Linked DNA regions of Rattus norvegicus: region 2 is linked to region 1. Evidence: chromatin contacts called from public Hi-C data. All regions are on one chromosome and are shown on one strand. Each heading gives the region's core, a stretch centred on a gene start, on an enhancer-like site or on the middle of the called end of the contact. The rest is flanking DNA. Distances are from core to core; before and after follow the strand shown.

Region 1 (5,867 bases), core at 447-2,946:
TATTGTACAAAGCATTGGGAGAAAGTACCTCAACTTGCCAATTATTTCCAAATGAGATTACAAACAAAATGGAAAAAAAAAGAAATCTGGTTTCTCCGTAAAGGACAAAATAACTGAATAATGTCTGTTATTTACTTCTCTCTCTTTTTTTTAACATAAGGTCAGGAATGCTTCATTTTACAAATAGGATTAACATGAACATAACATCATCGCACAAGCTTGCAGACAACCAGCATAAAATATGGGGTTCAGTTCTTAATCAGAAGGATCATGCTTCCGTGAAAGAAACTAGAATCATTTATACAATCGAATCGATCTCAGTATTACAAAAACTAAGTTGCATCTAATTGCATTTAGTTCATTAAAAAGGAAAACAAAACAACAACAACCAAAAGGAAGGAATGTTAAGAAAAGCCAAACACTATTGGGCACTCCCACACACAGGACGGCTCACCTTGGTCCTTGGAATTCAGAGAGGGTATGCCTCAGACATCATAAAATAGTGGCTGACAGGAACAGTGCTCTTTTTTGATCAACAAACCATAGTTTGCCAACAAATAAATACATGGTACACACAACACACACAAAAAATATTGAAACATTAAAAACAGTGACATGATTGTCTAAAATTAAGATGTCATTACAAGGATTTGGCAAACATTGCATTAGTGGTACAGCGGTACTGGTGATGAACAGGACACGTCACCGACTTAACACCTCTCTGAGCATGAGAATCCATAGTTTACAATATACCCTTCTTGTCCCTAATTTTAAACGATGTACTTAAGAAGGCCAAAGGTAAAGGGTGGGGAGGGGGTGACAAAAACTCCTGCTATCACTTCCTATAATCATTGTGCATTTCTTCTGACTACTTCCGTCTTCAAAGGGTTAAATTACACAAAGCTTTAAAAAGGAAAAAAAAATTTAAATCTGGTAGTTAAAAGCCACTGTTCCCGATCAGATCAGGTGATCTTGTAGAGTTTGATTTCTATGAAGTGTCCGTTGATGTCAATGCTGCCATCTAAACTGCTCCTCTCACCCACCCATGCCCTGCGGCAGGAGAGCGAAAGGTGCCTTCCCCAGTGAGGTTTTCTTTCGCCTCCAATCACTTTTAGATGAATTGATCCTCCAGAAGTCAGCAGCTGCCTTGGCTGTGCAAAACAAAATATTGAGAATAAATAGCTTCCTTTCTCTTTCTCTCTCTCTCTTTCTTTACTCGTTCAGTTTAAGGTCACCGGACTTTAAATGCGTGACCCTTCAGGGTTATAAGGCATTCTGCTCAGCAGTCTTGTAAATAGTTCTGTATGAAAGAGACGTGCTGCCGTTGGACTTGGTCCCACTCTGGTCAACCTTGACAATGTCATACATGGCTTATGGACTGGATGGCACTGGATTCCGCTGCAGCTCTTGCCATGCTGTGCCACACGTTGGAGGAACCGTGGGAGGTGGGATGGAGGGCATCCTTGTCAGACAGTGACAACATCATAGCATATGCCTGGAATGAAGGGGAGAGATTCGGTGAGTGGCACTTGGACAAAAACAGCAGATCTAATTTAAGTAAGATAATCCACAAATATTAGACATGCATGAGAGACTAGACTGAAGCACACTTCATGAGCTTATCTGGAAGTGGGGCTGTGCCCTTTTTATCCGAATGGCATGAAATCAGTGCTCACCTTAGCCAGACTTAGGTAGGAAATGCTCTGACGCTTGTACCTTGTAACCCCGACTTTGGAAGGTAAATGACCGCTCCCAGGTAATATACAACTAGGGCTTATTTCTGCCAAACTTTCAATCTCGTGTCCTTTCTCAAGTTCTACCTTGTGCTTAAAATACCTCCTGTGGACACCTGACACCCTTGAGAATAAGAGAGTCCAGGGAAGTTCCACCAAGAAAGAAAACAAAGCACAAGGACCCAATAACATCCGAGCAACCCTTACTCATGACTCCGCCGCCAAGCAGACGGTGCACAGAAGTGCTCTGACAGGAGGGACACTTTCTTCCCTGTGACCATGCCAAGTTCTAAATAACTGTTCCGAGATCCCCTCACCACTGCCAAGCAAAATATTCAAATGAAGTGTTTGGTCTTGACTTGTGAGTGAACTTTTCACTGTTGATTTGCTATTGTGGGTCTCATCCATTGCTAAACTTGCTTGTCAAAATGCTGTTGAAGTGGAATCATTAAAGTCCTGCCAAAGACATTCCAGGATCTGTAAACAAAGGCGAATGCCTCTGTTGTTCAGCAGGTTCATCTCGGGGAGTCCTGCTGAGACATGTGGCCAGCCTGTGGTTTCTGCTCTCACTGTGCATTTCGTTAGATTAAGGGCTGATCTTGATTTGCTGGGTCATTGCTCTCAATGCACATATTTGGCTTATTTGTGTGTGTGTGTGTGTGTGTGTGTGTGTGTGTGTGTGTGTGTGTGCATATGCACAGGCCTGCACATGAGAGTTACATATACACATGAGCACATATGTCTATGTAAAAACCAAAGGTCGCATTGACTGGATGCTGTTCATCAGGTATGTTATGTTTTGAAACCTGATCTCTCCCTGGTTTGGAACTCTCACCAACTAGGCTAGCTGGCTGGCCTATGGACATCAGAGATTCTCCACCCACTAATTTGGCTTTCTTTCCATGAGTTCTGGGATTTGAGCCCCTGTCCTCATGCTTGCAAAGCAAATATTTTAATGACTGAGCCACATTTGATTTTATATATGAGATTTGCCCTCTGAGTTGGCACAAAAACCTCAGTGTTTATTTAACTAATATTCCTTAACCATGAACTTTGTTGCCAGGCCCTGTGCTAAATAACTAAAGAATTAAGGACAGAGCATAGAGACTACTGGTACTTCATGGTGACCTTGGAGAAGTCACTGTACTCTTGAGTTTTAATTTCCTTATACAAAGAGACAACTATTAAATAGAATAGTATTGTCTCCAGTGATTAGAGAGGAAACATGAAACTCAATTCAATATATTCCATGCAAATTGGTAACTATTAGGATATTAGTTGTTTTAGAATATAATTTTCCTCAAGGAAATTCCCACAGCAAGATAAAGTCATTATTTTGCCAATCAATGACTTTTGGATTCAATTACTATAAAAATTACAGAGTTAATATATAAACACTTGCTCTTGCTCTTGCCCTTACTCTTCTCTGCTCTGTGCCCTCTTCCCTGTCCCTTCTCTCCCCCATCCCCTCCCCCTTCCTCCATGTGCTCATGGCTGGCCGTTGTTCCTCCCCCCCTTCTACTCTGCTTCTCTCATTAAACCTCCCCACATGGAAATACACACACACACACACACACACACACACACACATACACACACATACACACACACACACACACACACACACACACACACATGCATGCTTGAGAAAAGCACCAGGAAACTATTTTTAAAAATACAACTCAAAGTGTGTGTTCCTTGGTACTCAGATAGCAACTGAAACATGGGGATGCTGCCCCGTTCTCCAGAACGAAGGAGACAACTTGCTAAACCACAAAATGGATGAATAAATGACAAGTGAATGAATAAAGGGATTCATGATCAATTTAGTTTATAACACATATGTAAATAACATATATATATGTATATAAATATATACATATATGTAACAAACACCAGCTAGGTTACACATGTCTGTATTTATTGTGATGCTAGCTGAGGCCATATCTAGGCAGGACATTGACCTCAAAACGTGGGTCCTTAGAGGCATGCCAGAGCTGTTGTCTCTTCATCCTAAAACCTTTTCATTCTTCTGTATTGGATAGTTTTGATGGCTAGAATATGTTTTACAGTACTTTGGAGTAGAAGAACTAAAAGAAAGAAAGCTTGGATCCTCTGGCGATCTCTGGCGGAAAACAAGGGATTTGTTGAAGCCACCACCTCTTACAGATAGCTCTAAGTAGCTCTGGATGGCTTAATGTTAACACTAGAAATTGAGAAGCCACATTTAGCCCATTGTGTCATAGAACAAAAAGAGAGAACTTTCCCACCCTTCTCTCACAAGGAGGAAATAGGGTTCATCCATAATCTACATGATTCTGCCAGGATGATATAAGCTGTAGAAACCCACTATGCAATGATGACTGTCTGCATCCATTTTTGAAGTAATATCATTTTTCTATTTCCACACATAATATCAATACTTTTATTGAATGTATTGCAAATGATTTATATTATCCTATTGCCATAATGTGCCCCACATCTATAGTCATAGTGACACCATGATCAGCAATCACATCATCTTAGCACAGATTTTACTCTATCACTGTTAAGACCAACCCAAAACAAACATCTCAAAGAATAGGAAACTATCAAAACATACATGCTAATATGGTCCAATTGTTGTGAATGCCATGCTACCTCCAAAATGTTCTAAGTGAACCACACAATTCAACAGTGTGAGAGAGAAAAAGAAAAAAAAAAGATTTACTTGTCCTTTTAAAATGGCCTGAATAAACATTCAGTTGAGTATAGGTGTCATAAAAAAAATTTAGCAACTGGCTCCCTTTATCTTTTAACAAAAGAACTGAAGCTCTTTTGTTGGTGTTTGTGGATCATCTGTTGGAATGATTTCCAGAGTTGGGAGTAATTCATTTCACTCAGTACAAACTCACAGGCTTTATTTCCAGATCTGTCCCTAAGTTGGTGCAGATCTTTTTTATTTATGGCCTCAGTTTAACCCTAAACTCTGGAGCTCATTTTCTGATGGATAATAAATGAACTAAACATAAGAATTCACTAGGTGTAGTAAAGAGGAAATAATTGTTTCAGAACACAAGTATGCCAACAGAAGCCAAAGATCTGAAATGGTCAGAAAACAATTCTGAGCTAATGAGAGAATTTGAAAGCTAAGTTGTGTGAACTCTCAAAGCAGAAGGAAAAAAAAAACTAACAGTAAACTCATGGCAGGGTCAGGTTTGTCGTGGAAGTTTCGGGGCAGAATACAGTTTACGTGTCAATGGTTTCATTTGTTAATTTTGGCATTGGTCATTGGCAGAGCAAAACCAGGAACATCATCAACAAAGCACCCACATCTACTTGGCTTCAAGAATGCCGCAAGGTGACCATGTCTGCCTATGTTTGTCAAAGGTATGCACGCTTGCATGCAGGGTCCCATGGTGTGGGCTACAGCAGAGTCTGTACCTGTGATTTGGACTTTCTGTGTAACGGCTGTTTAAGCTCCTCTGGCACATGAGAAGAACCAAAGGACAGCTCAGCGTCAGTGTATTGATTCTCTTCCATTTCCCTCATTTTGAGGCTATCTGTGAAGTGCCTTATGTGATCTAGAGCAGAAAGGCCAGATTTATAGTCTTCCTCTTTATACCTAAAATGAACCAATGGGAAAGCACAGAAATTGGGTTTTCTTAGGCAGTTTTTCTCTTTGTCTCATCAAGTCATTTTCAATGTTACCTTAACAGCTGTCAAACTTCATGCTGCATTTGTTGCATCAGGTAGCATGCAATAATTGCTAGTTTAAAAATATTTACAAATACCATATCTTGATCAATACTTCCTTTAACACTTTTATTGACTACAGCCAAGCATATATCAGAAGTAAAGTCAGTGACACATTAAGTCCACAATGTGTGGGAACGGAAGTCATACACTTGAAAACTTCTTTTAAAGTTAAGTCCATTATAAAAAATATTCTGTCAGGATACCTTATTATCACAGAAATATAATATTCCCTTAACTTTAACTACTGGTTGAGTCTTTCCAATTAAAAAAATCTATCATCTGTAAAATTGATCTTAAAAGTCTGAGTTACGATTGTGGTAGATAATTGAGTGGACTCAGCCATGATGAAGTATCTATTTTCTCTGAACTTCATATATAGAATCTCAAAATTAAGTA
Region 2 (5,883 bases), core at 3,150-5,649, 51 kb before region 1:
AAGGATTTGTTTCTGTTTTGTTTTGTTTTGTTTTGTTTTGTTTTGTTTTGTTTTGTTTGTTTTGTTTTGTTTTGTTTTTTCTACCTTCTTATTTCCCCGATTGCTTTGGTTTTAAAACAATTAGTGTATTCCTTTCAAATTCAATAAAAACACACCAAAATAATCTATTTCTAGGCTCTAGAAAATTCTCACGGAATCTTAAAATTTAGTTTGATAAATCAAAAAAAGGTTAAAATATGATGTCCAGTGACCAAGTGAGTCAGTAAAAACATACTAATTAAAATCAGCATATGTAATTTACAATTTCTTAATAGTATGAAAGAAAACTATGTGTTGAGAAATTTTCAGAGTAGTTGTAGATGGTATTCAGTCAAACTTACACATGTAGGTTATTTTAAAATCAGTTTAAATAGTTTTTCATACTTAACATGTAAAAACCTTTTGCTTTTTAAAAGAAACAAGCTCTTCCTCAATATTATATTTATGAACAAGCCAGCAACCTGGCGTTTAAGCAATTTCATTTTTTCTAGATGTTTTAAGTGACTGTTTGCTCATTGATTTTTAGTCATATATTGAACCTGTAACTACTATAACGAACTCCATTTCAAAGTGACCTTTACTTAATGCAACTTCTGGCTGCCTGAGTCAGAATTTGGAAAGGGATAATCGTTTCACATTTTGAAAATAATATGCTTCCCAACGTAACACATGAGCAATTATTATTTTTAACCAAGTTTGAATTGCTTCTATATTTTTTTAAAATCATGAATTATCACATATTTCCTATGAAGCCACTAATATATCAGATTTAAACCAACACTGCAAAATACATATTATTACATCTAATTTATGTTAGCATAATCATAGTAAGTACAACCATTGTCTATCAGGACTTACGTGAAGCTGGAAAGAATCCTGTGAGTGAGCTCTCTAGTTCCTAGACGAATTTCATGTTTCCTTGGAAGAGACACTCTCCCAATTAATCATATGTGGTGGTCCATTTCCTTCTATTAGGGAACCCTCCTAAGCAGGGAAAAAACCTCTGATTTTCTTCCTGGTTATAATTTAGAGGAATGAGAAGCAGACTGTGGTGGTGTGTACAAGGCAGAATGGACCAAATGCCAGTTCCCAGGCTTCTCCTCAGCTTCCCACAGATGAAGCAAAAGAGCTGAAGTTCTTGCACATGTTTCTGTGTTCTCTGGTTTCTAGTCTGTGGATTAGAATCATGTTCTCGCTGCCTTTCTTAGTCATCCTCTTTCCCAATGAATTTTATCTGTCTTAAGAAAAAAAGAAATGGTGCCATGGAGGCGTAAGACCCGACAGGGAAATGAGCACCACTGTTTTCTCCAGAGTAACTGAAAATGTAGTCTTTAGCTGCCAATTAAATCTTATTTGGTAGCCATGCCATTCAAATGTCTCCTTATGGAGCTCTTAGGCAGCACAGAGAGCAGCGTCATTGTCAACGTAAGCAACTGCATTTGCCACCTTTAATCCTCCTTGCAGCTAATACATGGTATTGCTTGCTGCGATGGCGGCTGTTTCCTTTGGTAGAAAGCTTTTTGGAATGTCTGAGACCCTCCTGATTTTCAACATGCTCTCTCCTGCTTCCTCCACTTCACTGCTTCCGTTCCTCAAACATCTTTGTTCTTTCACACAAGATGATGAAAAACTGGAGGTAAATTTGACCTCCAAAGTCCAAAAGGAAGGGCTGGAAAGGACTCCATAGGTAACGGTCATAGTTTGCAAGCATGAGAACCAGAGTCTGAGCTCCAGATCCTACCGCAGAAGAAAAACCAAAGACAGCTGAAGTATAACCTCTAACCAACCTACAGGGAAGAAGTGACAGGTAGATCCCTGGAGCTAAGGGGCGACCACTCTTGCCTCCTTGTCAAGCTCCAGCCAGGTAACAGACCTCCTCCTACAAGTGTAGCAAACATCTATCTTCCTGAGGAAAGACACCAGAGCTTGCCCTGATGCCTCTATGTGAACCTGCTCACGACATATATATCCATACATATACACACCCAGGGGAGCTATTGGAAGCAGAGGACTGGGGAAAGAGAGGAAGTTGTCTTCAGTGATGTACTGACTAGGGAGTGACTCACCAGGGCCTACACCGGCAGCCCTAGTCAAACCCAGTGCATCAAGAAGCAAAACAAAGAGATGTGAACCTGGGATGGGAAGTCAATGGGAAGAGAAGAGTGGGAGGAGAATGAGAGGGAGGGAGGTGAGTGGTACCAGAGTTACTACACACATGTATGAAATTACCAACAGGTAAATTAATTTGAAGAAATTAAAGGAGAGAGGGGACAGAAGAAGTCAAGGAAGGAAGGAAGAAGACAAATGGACGGAGTGGGGGAGGGGAAGGAGAGAGGGAGGACAGCCTAAATGAAAACAAAAGCACACACAACCAAGCAGTAAACAGGAAGGGAAAGGTGCAAAGAAGAGGAGGGAAGGATGGGACCAGAGAAATGTGAAGTCCTGTCCGCTAGTCACCTAACACCAACTCTGCCTTGCAAAGGAATATTGTAAACATGTCCTTACAGCTATTTTTTGAGAGCAGCTATGGAAGAGGCTTCTGAAAAAATACCCAGGATTGCTTCAATCTCTTTGGCTTGAACATTCTCATATACAAACAGCATGGAAACCTATCTTGCTGACTCGGAAGCAAGGGTAGTTTCCTTACTAACTCTTCTCCATGTAAAGAAACCTGGTCTTCTTATTTAATAGAGTTGCTCACTGTGCAAGTGTGAGACTTGCAGTGAATTGAAAATAAAATATCAGATGACTATTTTCTCAGTATTGATTAAACACCCTGTGTGTAAGTTCTCCTTCTGGGCTACAAGATACAATGAATAAATTCAGGGCTCTGGCAGTAATAAAGTCAGTTATGGAAATAGGTGATTGAAGATGATCAAACCCTGAGTTAGGTGTGATGGAGACTCTGGAAACATTCACAGACCTTTTCTGGTCACTCAAAAAAGGTAGAGGAGCTCATTGATTTGTTGTCTAATGTGCCTGCTGGTTGGCTGTGCCATGAAAGCAAAAAGTTCTTTTCTTGGGAGGCACATGATCTTGTATAGAAATACATCATATTTCATCATATATGTCACTGAGTATATATATATGTATATATATATATATATATGTGATGATAAATAATCAGGAGGGAATGTTGGAGCTATAGAGAGGAGATAGGAAGCTGAGGAAGGATGGTTTTAGCGATCCCATTTATCCCATGATACTAGGCAGGATAGAGATTTTCTGTGGTATGTTGACTTCTGCTGTGTGCATCATTTTGTCTTTCAAAGTAAACTTCCTGGTGACACATTTAAAGTCTGAACCAGATATGTCACAGCACTACATTAGCACTTTTTTCAGTTCTATACAGCCTGGCTTTCCCCAGCTTAAGAACATCACACCTGAGGTAATGGTCCTTTTCCTGAACCACAACTCCAGGACTGTAGATCTCCCTAGTCAATGCAGGTAAAGGAAAGGTGGGTGACACTGGGTGTGCACACGGGAAAGAGAAGTAGATGTGCTTACAGAGCACAGGTATTCTGTCTGGATTTCAGTAATACTGTAATCAGAATCACATTGCTTTGAAACAGGAACTCTGGGCTTCTAAGAGCTGTGAGGTGGAGATTTACCAACTGACCTAATCATACAAAGAAAATGTCAAACTCCAGTAACAGATTTTTGTGCTCTTGTCTGCCTGAAGAGTAGAAGTTGGAACTCTTGCTCGGCACAGATCACAAAGCACACAATTACCATGGCTCCATGTTTTAGCAAAGAGTTTTCCTTCAACGTGCCAGATATTGTTAAAAACACAAAGATCCCTGTTCATAAACACTAGGCTCTATTCAGATCCAAACACACATGTTTATTTGTGTGCTCAGTGGCCTGCATACTTTGAGGATCATGTAAATAATAAAGTTAAACTACTTTATTTGGTATGAGTGAAGTTGATGGGCCAATAATCAGACACATTTGTGGGCCAATGCATGGGAACATGTGTTATTGATGAGAAACGGTGAACAGTGTGCATGTAAAAGGATTCAAGAAGCCTACCCCACATCTCTCTTTAGTTGCGTGAATATTAGATGAAGTTCTAGAGGTGGCTACAATTATTTCTTAGCAATGCTTCTCAAAAAGGCAAAACAGCAGTTTAAACTGAGTAAAACCCAGAGTGGAAAATAGTTCTAACATTAAATGTTATCAGAACATTTAGATGATCCCTTAGGTCCCACCATGGGGCAAAAGTCGGTAGGTAGAAATGCAGATGACAATATTTCCCCCATGTCAGCTTCATAGAAAAGGGACTGAGACTAGGCAGACAGGTGAGAAGGACAAGGGAGAGGACAACAATCAACTTCGCTGTCACTGAGTCCATGGTAAGCAGGCTGGGCAGTACACATTGCCTTCCCCTAAACGTTTCAGAACATTCTCCCCTTTCACCTCAATGCAGGGATTTACTTCTAATTCAGTATCTCCTTGCTCTCTGGTCAATAGTAATTTAAATCCCCAAATCAGAGCACTGCTCATGGCAAAGAGCTGAGCTCCGGCTTGAGATGTTGCCAGTTATCAAGAAGTGTTTTCAAACTGCTGAACAAAATCCGCATTCTTCATGTTTTCTGTGTTTTTGGCAAAAAGAAGTTAATACCTGCCCACGACCAGATCTGTTCTGTTGCTGATTTCTGACTTTTGAAACCATTAAGATATAATTTTTGCTACTTATTTTTTCTAGAATTAAGCCAAAAACTGGGTTAAAATTGGCATACAAATAACTCAAAACCATTTTTCTGATCTTGGCAAAGCACAGCAGGGCATTTAGTGGACTTTGCACCCACCTGGGATGACAAAGTTTCTGTCTCTGTGCCCAGCTGATCACAGCCTACCCTGTCTCACAGCCTTGAAAGAGACCTCAAAGGAGAGTGCAGGACTAGGGTGTGACGATAAGCCGAAGGAAAGAACCTTGAAAGAACATCTTCTTCCTGTCACACATTCTCAGTAACTGGAAAAAGTGGCTAGAAATGTCAGCAGAAGCATGCCCCGTGCTGACAGGACTGGAGGGAATGGGGCATCAGAATAGAAACCTAACATTCTCATTGGCGTCAAGATCAGACTACATTCCTACACCTCACCATGCTCTAGGTCCAGTACCTGGTAGCTTTTACCCATGAACTGCAACTCACAGCCATAGGCACAGTTTGTTATGGATTAAAATGATAACTTCAGGGAAGACTTGATTTGAATCAACCACACAGAGGTACCTTGTGGGTATTGTAGTAATACCAAATTAAAAAAAATAAACCAAACCACCAAAAACAAAACAGAAAACAATATCTTTGATAATTACCAAAAAAGGAAGAGAGTTACAATTATAGAGATATGCTTTAAAAGTTCTCAGTAGAATAATATTAATTTGCAACTTACATATGCTCATAGGTCCAATTTAGAGGAAAATAGTGCTGGGAATTAACTCTCAAGGTGAATTAAGAAGTATGTCCAGTAGCATGTATGAAATTCTCAAAGGTAATAAAATTTTAAATTAAAAATGAGATGAGCCCAGAGGTTTGGGAGACAACTACATGTCAGAGATCTCTACTGTCATAAAGTACCTCACTTCAGTTCCCAGCATGCACTCTGCCCGCTCAGTCTGTAATTCTAACTTCAGGCATTGTGATGCCCGCTTCTGACCTCTCAGGCGTCTACGTTCACAGGCATAATATTGTTTCTGCCTTTATGTTTGAATAAACAGGTTAATTTACAAATTTGGAAAACTTCACTGAACTTTGTAAAACAGGTAGCTAATTTTTCCTAAAGTTTAAAAACAAACAGTAAATTTCTAATTAACTGCAGGATTAATTTAATGTGGCTCAA

The links. A called contact is a pair of places that touch in the nucleus more often than the background predicts.
Region 2: a Hi-C map of liver shows a contact between it and region 1, with 2.4 times the contacts expected there. The contact joins two enhancer-like sites. A contact is called at or near these places in 5 of 12 Hi-C or Micro-C datasets (hepatocytes, kidney and liver).

Annotation. Positions count from the first base shown.
Region 1 is chr2:115,387,105-115,392,971 of GRCr8, reverse strand. Mecom (MDS1 and EVI1 complex locus) reads right to left here. Exons shown (of 17, transcript NM_001389282.2): 16 at 5,157-5,337; 17 at 1-1,495. The coding sequence ends at 1,361. Among named protein-coding and RNA genes, the nearest start is that of Mir551b, 530 kb to the left of the region's middle. Within about 2 kb of position 1,696, at least 5 of the 93 cell types and tissues checked have an H3K27ac peak or open chromatin away from gene starts, as enhancers often do. A contact at or near this core is called in liver, where this site is marked.
Region 2 is chr2:115,440,382-115,446,264 of GRCr8, reverse strand. No RefSeq gene overlaps it. Among named protein-coding and RNA genes, the nearest start is that of Mir551b, 470 kb to the left of the region's middle. Within about 2 kb of position 4,399, at least 1 of the 93 cell types and tissues checked has an H3K27ac peak or open chromatin away from gene starts, as enhancers often do. A contact at or near this core is called in liver, where this site is marked.